Regions from separate parts of the Zea mays genome. Here region 2 is linked to region 1. The links are chromatin contacts, called in public Hi-C maps. All regions are on one chromosome and are shown on one strand. Each heading gives the region's core, a stretch centred on a gene start, on an enhancer-like site or on the middle of the called end of the contact. The rest is flanking DNA. Distances are from core to core; before and after follow the strand shown.

What was found. A called contact is a pair of places that touch in the nucleus more often than the background predicts.
Region 2: a contact with region 1 is called in a Hi-C map of ear, with 3 times the contacts expected there. The contact joins the enhancer-like site here to the promoter of LOC103643454 in region 1. A contact is called at or near these places in 4 of 25 Hi-C or Micro-C datasets (bundle sheath, ear, leaf and 1 more).

What each region holds. Positions count from the first base shown.
Region 1 is chr1:236,865,986-236,871,358 of Zm-B73-REFERENCE-NAM-5.0, reverse strand. It overlaps LOC103643454, which reads right to left and starts at 2,544. Exons shown (of 1, transcript XM_008666642.3): 1 at 87-2,544. The coding sequence starts at 1,984. The coding sequence ends at 662. LOC100277602 (MATH domain containing protein) reads right to left here. Exons shown (of 7, transcript NM_001151115.1): 2 at 5,195-5,250; 3 at 4,904-5,111; 4 at 4,579-4,748; 5 at 4,182-4,479; 6 at 3,874-4,049; 7 at 3,418-3,753. The coding sequence starts at 5,222. The coding sequence ends at 3,605.
Region 2 is chr1:237,187,989-237,193,361 of Zm-B73-REFERENCE-NAM-5.0, reverse strand. No RefSeq gene overlaps it. Among protein-coding and RNA genes, the nearest start is that of LOC100382556, 37 kb to the left of the region's middle. Within about 2 kb of position 3,246, at least 17 of the 20 cell types and tissues checked have an H3K27ac peak or open chromatin away from gene starts, as enhancers often do. A contact at or near this core is called in bundle sheath, ear, leaf and 1 more, where this site is marked.

The sequences.
Region 1 (5,373 bases), core at 1,295-3,794:
ATAAAGGATACAGAACTGAATTAGAAAGGTGACCAAGAAAAATATAGGCAAACATGAAACCATTTACTGGTCCAGGACTTTGCCCATAAATAAAACGCCAGAGATATTATGCTCATGTATTATACATCAATCAGATAAAAGTAATCATTATATAGAGCAATTCATTCATGGGCCAACCACGTCTAAAGAGGGTTATGAGATGGGATTTGGGAGGTTTTTACAAACAGAAGGGTGGATATCAACAAACTATACCCATGATTGGATGTACATCACGTGTTTTGATCTAAAGTATTACCCAGATAAATTTTGCAGGCAGAACACAGGTATATAAACTTCATGTTGCACCTATTACCAGGCATCTTGCTTCTAACCTTCCATGGAAAAGGGGAACCAAACAGCCTTTCTTTGTATGCCATGTGATGTGAGTATGTGGCTATAAGCAGATTACCCATCCGAGATAAAAACTGTACATGCAACATTGTCAAGTTCTCTTTCGCTCATCCGAGTCATTTACCATCTTGGCAAGATTTATAAGATCAGGATAACTACAAAAAACCTCTACTTTGCCAAGACCAGCAGTTTTTCATCAATAAGCACTATGGGCCATGAATATACTTCTCTTCAAGTAATGATGATCCAAGTGGCAATCGACAACTGGACACTACCTAAATCCATCAAGAGCAGCTGCAACATCCTCCAGTCCAAACTGACGACCACCCATCCTCACCTCCTTACTCCTTGCTGCAAAGTAGAACAGCAGCCATACCACCATGAAGTAGACCTGCGCAATTGAATGCAGAAATCCACCAAAAACATTTCCGCCGAATGTCACCATGATGAGCCGCCCCATGCTGCCACACACAACTGTTTCCCAGCACTTGAGAAATGTGGCATCAGTTGCCATCAGAGACACAAGATAGCACCCTTCCTTCACAGCATTGTGCCCAGGCGGCCGTGGATCACGGTCCATGACAACCACCCAAGGCACCACAGTGAACAAAACTGACACCACTGCATCAAGAACAGCCCAGGCAACAAAGAAACCATCGAGCTCTGGGCCTGCAACGACTGCACCAAGCCACGGGTTAACGGATGTGGAGAATGGCATCAGTTTGGCGACCACAAAGAGCCTGAACAGCTGGGCCTGATCGTGCACATCCGCAAAGAACCAGAGGCAGAGCATCTGCACAACGGCGTCCCGCGTGGCCCACCGCAGGAACGTGAACCCTGTGAGTCTCTTAGCGCCCCTCGCAGCACAGGTGAGGAGGAACACTAGACGCCGCCCAGGTACGTGGTGCCCCGCCACGGACGCAAACACTGCGCCCAGCGCGGCGGAGTGCACGGCGATGTAGCCAAGGATCGCGAAGATATGTGCGGAGGAGAGCAGCGCGAGGAGGTTGACGATGGCCGCTGCGTCGCGCCTGGTCAGGGCAAGAAAACCGAATTCTCTGCCCAGCGGCGAGGCGGGCTTCGGAGGCGCCGTCTCATTGTAGACGGCAAGGAAGAAGGGGGAAGCGGAGGCCGGGAGCGGGTTGGGGAGCGGCAACGGATAGGGTTTGGGCGCGGCGGAGTAGGAGGTGACTAGCACATGGTAGTAGGAGGCGTTGCGGCGGCGGGAGGGGGCTGAGGCAGCGGGATCAAGGGGGCTGACTAGGATATCGTCGTCGGAGAGGGAGGACGAGGGGGAGGTGAACGGCGAGCGGCGCCGTGGGAGGTGGTGCGGGGGAGGCGGCGGCGACGGCGTGTTGGGAGGGGAGAGGCGGGCGAGAAGGGAGCGGAGGGCCGGGTCACGGTCCGCGAAGGAGGCGAGGCGGAGCGTGCCGGCCAGGAGAGCGGAGCGGAAGAGAAGGAGGAGGAGCGCTGCGAGGAGGAGTGGCGGGAGGGATGCTGGGTGAAGGAGATGCCCCGCCGCGCGGCGCAGGATGCGGCCGCCCGTGCGCGCGTCCAGGCTCGCCGGCGGTGGGTGCGGTGCGGCGGCAGGCATGACGCGGCGTACCGTGGATCGGCGTTCAGCTAGGTGAGCGAACGGGGAATTCGGGACGGAGGTTGACGCGCATGACGAAGTGGACTGGAAACGTGGGTTTGGGCTTGATGTTGGGCTTGGTGTGGGCTCTAGTTGGGCTAAATGCTAGGATGAGACCTGAGGTAACTTTTTTCCTTTTTATATGTAAAAACATTAAAATTTGAATTTTAGACTTCAACTTCTAAATTTTAGAGTCATTGGCCGTCCGGTGAGAGCAAGTAACCTATTACATGGACCTCAAGGAGGGTTGTTGCGGCCTTGGGTACAACGTTGGATATTGTCAGTGGTGAGAATCACGATCCTCTTGAAAAAAAAAGTATCTCATAAAATCACTTTTTTTCTCAAATTTCACGGTAGCAAGCGAATTCGGTTGTGGCTAGTAAGGGGTTAATTTTTTTACCACATCAGCAAAAAAAAACTTGGCCTAACCAGATTGGAGATGTGAGACAACTTGTCCATGAAGTTTCATCTTCCAATAATTAAGTGTTCCATTCTTGAAACCAATGAGGACCTCCGTTACTCTAGAGATGGAATGAAGTAGACTTTGAAGGAAGAACAAACAAAAGAACACAGCTTGGCGATATGAAAACCAAAACACTCAAGTAGCGAGAAGAACAACTTCAAAATCCTTCGTAGAACCACCAATGGTGGCTTGAAGGATGAGAAACTAAGTTGGGACATAGCTTAACCTGTAATAGCAACCAAAAGACACAACTGAGAAAAAGCCAACCTCGGGAGAAGCAAGATGGGACACCGAATAACATAACTTACTTTTGATCACAGCTAGGAGTCTAGGAGCAAGAGAGGAACTCTCAGTCTTTATGTCCAACAACTAGAAGCAAGCATCATGCAACTTTCTCTACCACTACTCAGCTTCATGAGAAGGTTAGGCAGAAGTTTTCATCATGGCCTTCGACACTAGCTAGGTCACAGCCATCGACGGGGAAGAGAGGGGCGCTAGGGATGAGAAGGCCGCCGCCAAAGCACAGGTAAGGCCGTAAGGGCAGAACACAAACTCAACGCGGGGACTTTATGGATCTTTCCACTCAATTCCTCACTATAGTGTTTGGTTCTGAGCCAGTTGAGATGAAGTGGGTAGATTTTATGTAGCCGGATGGTTCACCATTTGATTATAATTTTCTTTTTTTTTAGAATCACTCTGTTCCAAATGGAACCAATCCAAATAACAACAAATTATGAATAAAGTGGCTCTATCCCACCATACTCTAAAACCAAACACTACCTACTCCAAAACCAAGCACTACCTATGATCCACTCTACACACCGGGTAAATGACACAATACCACTAAATCACTTACGTTTTTGTGCATGCTTCACATAAAATAGTTACTGGTATATTATACCCTAAAAGTATAGTAGTCAAATCCTTTTTGTTACCCCCTAAAGCAAGGGTGTTAGGAGGGATTAAGGGGATTAAATTTCCTAACAGTCAAAATTCTCCTCAATCCTCTCCAATCCTTCCTAATCACTATGATTTAGGGATGAAACAGATAAGGTCTAACGCTGCACAATTCCATTATTGGCTCGGCACACGCACAAAAGTAGAGAGTCGTATGATCCCTAATTCATCTTGGACGATCCAAGAATGGCAACATCTGCCTCGATTAAGCAGCTGCCCTTCACAAGGTACCAGTCCTTCACAGACTTCGTCGCCATGAAATTTGACCATCCCCAGCCTTCGCCCTCCGTCGCTTGGAGCTGGCACCGGCCTGGACGCACGAATTTCCCAAATCCACACACAGCGGAATCGGGGAAACAACCACATAAACAATCGTATCGGTCCGAACATCTGGATCATGTTACATCAGGAGCAAGTACGAGTGACAAACCTGTCATTGTTTTGCGATTGCTGGTCACCTTGTCTTTGATGGACAGACTGACTTCTACAAGCACCCCAGAGTTCTGGAGGGAAGCGTCTCCGTTTGGCTTGGCCATATGCAGGTAGAGGGAGAGAATTTCCTTATCACCGTCGATGCCAGTGCCAGAAGGGTACATGGTCAGGTACCTGAAGGATCACAGGAGTTAGTGCATCATGAACTGTCGACAAGTTGATACTTGCATCTTAGGGTTTATCATTAAAGTGAGTATTTATATTTCTTATGTATCTTATTAGTAGTACTATGCAAGTATGTGGTACCATTTGTGTCCACCGATCTCAAACTCCGGTGAGTAGCACCGCCCCTTCAGGCTTAAGAAGTCATTGATGATCCAGGTGTAGGCCTCCCGGGCACTACAGAAGCCAATTCTCTTCTGAACATGCAGCGTTCCTGAACCGTCCTTGACTTTAGCAGTGGTGAACTTGATGAGCTCCACTCCGAAGACACAGCTGTCACCAACGATGAAACCGGAGGAGGGTTCCTTGAGTGTGTAGACGAGGATCATGCATGAGATCCCGGAGCTCCTGCTGCTCTCTGTAGTCTGGAATCTGTGGCTAACTAAAGCAAACGTACAGTGCGGCCATCAACTTAGTAGAGTTCCATTCCATGTACCTATACCAGCTAGCCTACCAGGTTAGCATGTGATTTGAATCTTACATTCATGTTCGCTATGTCGTCCGTATGCTTGATCGTATATCAAGAGCTTGAACGATGCTTCGACAATGGTGTCGGGTTCCAGACCAGAAGTTTTTGACAGCACGAGGATAAGAGAGACGTATTCTCTTTCGTCGCCACTCTTCCGGTCCTTCAGGTTCAACTGCAAGTACCTGCAAACAGGTCAAAACAAAGAGATGAAACACTGCTCACCAGATGTTTGCACAGATATGCATGCATTGGCGTTGCATAAAACTGCGCGGATTTGAAAAATATAGCTTTGCGACAGCTTGTAAAACTAAGGCGAAGGCACAGTATGGAAGATCACCAATTAAGGTCCTTGATCTTAAAATATCCGGAGTTGGTCCATCCTTCTTGCTTGTCAAGAAGCGAGGAGAAGCCATCGATTTGCCAAATGAAGCTGCTCTTCTCTTCCATTTCAGAAGAGGCAGCACCACGACCTACCTGCGCTGCCGGAGTACATGGAATTGCCGCGACCTTTGCTGATTTCTGGTTCTTGCCATGGTTGGGTCGACCTGGGAGGAAAGTGCAATCCGTATAGCGAGTGACCATACCAAGAGAGTAATATCAGCAGAAAAGAAAACCAAGTCGGTGTTACCACGAGATGAAGAGGCACATGCACCCATGATTACTGGAAGAGTCTTCCTGCTCTTGCTTCAGCATGGACAGGTGATATCGCACGTTATATGTGGAACTATGTGTAAGTGTTTCAGAAATTCCTGGAAATTGAGGTGAGGTTTCTTCTTTTTGGCCGCTAGGGCCAACGCAAAAGGACAG
Region 2 (5,373 bases), core at 1,997-4,496, 320 kb before region 1:
CCCTTATGATGCTCCCCCTACATTCCCTCCCACCTATGGAGCCTTTGTCCGTTCTCGTGCTAGCTTAGGCACTATAGTGCCACCAATCAGCCATTGAGATGCAGTCTCAAATCTGTACGCATACTCTGTTGCGTCGCAGTGCCAACGTCGATGTGATTGGACTAAAGTAGAGGATGAAAGACTTGTAAGTACATAAATATCTTTATAAATTCTATTATTTTTGTACGTGGCAAACATTTTGTGACTTTCTACATTTGTAGGTACACACATAGTTAACACACTCCGTTGACCCTGTTGAGACCAATAGTAAAAAGGGGTTGGTCGTTGGCCTTTTGGGCCCAAATAGTAGCCACATACTCTCGCTAGCGTATCGCCAAGCAGCTCAAGGATCAGTGGTTCACGAGCAATCAAAATGTCACCCTCTTCAACGACATAAACATCCGCTTGGCCACAACCCGACCTTCCAGAGCATATGATGCTTAACTGCTCCAAGCGGCAAAGGATACCTTCCACGACAGGCTTGTTGAAAAAAATCACGTGGCACGGTGTCTCCAACTTGGCCGATGCGAGCAAATGATCATTCCTCAACCTGGAGGTGGACTACAGCTCTGAATCACCTTATAGTGTCGATGCACAACGATGTATTGGTCGCAATAGAGCGAGAGCACAACGTAAGGGCAAAGGGCCAACAACGAGCAGTAGTGAGGGCCTTGAACAGAAGAATGTCATAGTGAAGAGGCTCTACTAGGCCAACAAGAAGTTAAATTATACAAATTTGAATGATTCCTTCACCAAATTAATGATCAGAACATCGATAACATGAATGAAGACATGAGAAGGATCCACATGTTGGTCGTTGTTAAACGGTTGGCCAAACAATTAAAACTAGATGACCAAGGAAACGAGAAAGAAGGCGAGGTGGACGGGGATGATGATCATGATGAGTAGTTTTTGTATGAACTTTGTACTTTCATTTGTTTTTAAATTTGTCAGATTTTGTGAATTTTGTTTAATTTATGTAGTTTTATTTTTTTAGCATACTATGGTTTTAATGTTTTACATGCTTTATCTATACAAAACCCACCCAACCAAATCACCCCCACACCCATAACCTCCACTAAATCCACCAAACAAATTGCACCTAGACTTACTCACCATCAAAACCAACGGTTTGGATCGTTGGATAACTTCCTCTCCCTTACTCAAATCTAATGGACAATATTATTTAAATCATCCATCATCCCTCTCTCTCCCACTCCCCCGTTGCTCCTCCACTCCACTCTTGTTGTCGCCGCCACCGTCAACCCCTCCCTTCGTGTCGCCAGCCGTTGTCGACTCTTCTCGTCTCCGTGATCGTAGCATTAGTATGGGTTATATGATAGTTTGAATAAAAAACGTGTTTCGTTGTGCATATGTGTTGGTCATTCGTTTTCGATTGCTACATGACATAAAAACAAGGCAACATAAGTTAATAATATGAACCTTTGTCCTCATATTAATACTTAATCGAAGTAATAATTTGAAGACAAAGGTTCTTGAGAGGAAATGAAAATAAAGGAATATTGAATGACATGAGAATAGGCAACATAGCACAATACTCATCTCTTATGCCTTTGTATTTTTATTCCATTCTCCCTTGTGCTAAACAAGATTACAAACATACCTTCAACTGTTCTATGCAAGGAAGGTTGAAGGTTCTTCAAAGACTAAGCGAAACAAAGCTACGACCCTTGAAAGGTGTCTTTATACGCGACATTGTTCATCTATTTATAGAGAAGACAAACAACATCGTACAAAATTACATTCATGCTCTCAGGGTCTTACATACATAATTTACAAATGACATCAGGGCAGCATTGTCCTGTCTTTTTCTTTTTTTGCTGCTCAAGACTTCATCTTCTTATTCTTTGTCTTCGTGTTCGAAGCTTGCCTTATGCCGAAGATCAGTGACCCTCGACTTGCACATTTTCTGTGTACTTCTGCAGACGAAGCCTTTATATTCGAGGACCAGCTTCGTCCGTCCTTTGTATACCTGAAAACACTTTTGTTTATTCCAGGCCCCCCAACAATATGTTTAAAAAAGGGGACTCGGTGCTAACGTGGCGGTAAAGGCCGTACACTAGAAAGTAATGGTTAATGAAGGATGACGTTGGTAGATACAAACCCTGGAGATAGAAACCTATGTATCGGATTGAGCCTTAACATATAACTAGCTGAGTGCCCGTGCGTTGCAACGGGAATATACAATACTAGATACTACGATAACTTATATACAAAATGTGTGTTATACCGTTACGAGAAAATGTTTCATAATAAATTTGTAATTATTGCCATACATAAATTTTGTTATTTTAATCTATCTGTTTCACCACTACATTGCAACCATCAGTATAATGCAGACTTCGATATATGTCACGATTTGCATGGTCTCATCATTGGAGAGCATGTTCCACACATGCCGGAAGAAATTCTCTCGTACATCGTTAGTCATCAGACATGTACCACTATACACTTTTGCTTAAACAAAAAGGCAAGTGTGGTCAGATCCATGGAAAAAATATTACGAAGAATAAATGTCATGCATGCAAAAAAAAGGAATTTAAGTTGAAAATATTATTCAAACAAAAGAAATTGCATGCAAGGCTCTTCTTTAAATACTACTCCCTCCATCCAAAAATATAATTCAAGAATCCCGGTGATACTTATCTACTACTACGCATTGTGCAAGGGTAGCAGGTGGGCTATGTAGTAGATGTGTTTTCTGTTATACATGTAGACATAAACACACATGTAGTGTAGCGGTAGCTACTGCTAGCATTTGCTTGAGAGGTAATAGGAATGGACTTTACGGGAAGGGAGAATGAGAATGATAGATAATAGAATGGTGACAGAACATGTGAATGGACTAACATAAGAATAGACTGTGCGCGGGGAGGAGGGAATCGCAAAGGCAGAACAAGGAATGAGAATTACAGAACAGGGAATGGTGGTAGAACACAAAATAGGCAGAACAGGGAATGGTGACAGAACACGAAATGACAGACTATTATTGTAGCAGTAGAGATTGACAAAACCTAGAAGTTCCCTTTTTGAACGGAGTACCTCAGGCCAACTGCCGTAGGAACAGGCATTTGTAGACTTGTCGTGCAGGTACAGTGCTAGTGCAAAGTGTCATAGACTGGCTGTGGCAGTTCAATACGGTACAGTGGAGCGGGAGCAGAGCGTACCGACTAGTACCGACAGTGACACACAGATATAGCCGCCTATCACGTCAAGTCACCTGCACGGAGCCAGTACATACTCCTACAGTCCTTCATATGGCAACTGGCAATGGCAAGCCCCTTGTTTCTGTGGCAAGCCGTACGGCGTCGAGGCTGGCATCTCCGCGTCGTCATGGGCGTGGCGGCCCTTCGCACGGCCATCGGCCAGCCGGCCTGGCCCGCCGGGCAACACGACACGAATCCAGAAAGGAGCGGGGCTACCGCTGGCTGGTTGCGGCGAGCGTGGCGACCGGGCTTTTCTTTTTCTTCGCGGGTAGCCAGTTCGGATATAATAGGGTTACGTGGATAAATATTTGCTTTGTCTTTAAAAGGTTTCACATCTTTATATAAGAAACTTGTACACCCTCTAAGAAAGAGGTCAGAGGCCCAACCATATATCCCGTGTTTCATGTGTTTTCTCTGTCGTACTTATGAGAAGGGAGACGAGTCCTCTACAGCTTCTTGCGTCTCTACTACTGACAGAAGGGAAAAGAGTAGATTTGGTGATCCGTAGTAACGTAGTTCTCAACACGTTATCAGCACGCTCTACCTCGACGTTGCTGTGGATCAGATCTGCATCAACTCTCCGTCAAGCCGGCAGGTCCTCGCCTAGCCGAACTGTCCTACGCGACAGTCTTCGATTACTCGCAATCAAACGGTATAATTTTTCGTCGATAAATTACCTAGAAAGTAAATCGTCGACGGCTTCCTGGTCGTACGTTGCACGCCTCTCTCTCCTCCACTGGTGCACCTCTGCCCGCAGCCGTGCAGATTCGGCTCGCCCGCTCTAGGTCTTCAGCGTGAGCGCAGGGGCACGACGCTTCCTCTACACGCGATCGTGTCGATTTTGCCCCTCCACTCCACCGAACGGATGCACCGCTCGCTACTGAATGGATCTCACATACAGAAATATGCGCGTCGCGCTGGGGCCACGCTCGTGCACCCGCGCTAGAGGCGCACCACGCCGGGACCTCACCGCCCGTCAGCAGCCGCGTCTGCACAGAGGCACTTGCCTGTTGCACATGAACCTGGGCGGCGAGCCCCTCTCTCTTGTCCTGCTGCGTCCTGTTGACCAGCCTGTGCCACAGCCGAAAAAAGGATCATCGCACTCCCATGCACTTAACCCGGTCAAATCGCGCGTGAGGCAGCAAGTGGATTGACTGCCGCGTTGTACAGGTGCTGCTTGCATGTCCGTTTGTGGCGGCCTGGTGGGAGAGAGGAAACAGGCAAGTGGATCTGAAATCCGCAGACGAGCGTGGAAGCAGTGGCTGCCCGTGAAAGCCGGCTGCGTGACGAGCGCATCGCGCGACTATAGTGTTATCACGGAAAAATTCTTGCATGTTTGTGCCCGAGGGAAGCACGTTATTACGGAGAAAATTCTTGCATGTGTGTGTCTGAGGGAAGCACGTGTTGCATGGATAAAAGGATAACTGTGTGGTTGAGATAACCGTGCACATGAGGTGTAGATAAGGTTTTTACTCAAATAATTATAATTAAGCATGTTATTATCTCATAAATTCTACTTTAGTTAATGATTTATTGTCATAATAATTAGTATAAAAATACATGCTTAATATGCACCTGATCTGCTTATGTCCATGCATCAATTCTATATTATTTTTCTGCTTTATTTCTCGTAGTAGATAATTGGCAGAAATTATTAAAATGTGTGAAGCCTATATTGTGCATACTCAAATCGCTCAAAATATTTGTGTTGCGTTGAGCTTTTGAACTCACGTCGAGCGATTAAATTGTATAGTGGGTACTCAACACGCCGATCAGGCTGTGTTGGTAATCGGCTGAGGTATGGCATTAGCTGAATATTGACTGCGCCGTGGCAACACAACGTAATATTTGTGTCGTTCGAACTTGGCTGCGTCATGTGATTGCTATGTCGTGCTCTCCATTAATCGGATCGCTCCCGTTGAGTCAGACCGCCATCGCTGAGTCGCGTATTTTTTGCATGCCCTGTAGGCACTGTCTGTCTGTCTGTCGCGAGCCACAATTGCGCCTGTTGCGCACGTTGCATGGATTTATCGTGTACCCCAATTACCGAGCCATAATTATGCCTGTTACGCTTATTACGAAAGCTTGCTATACTGTCGTAGCCCTG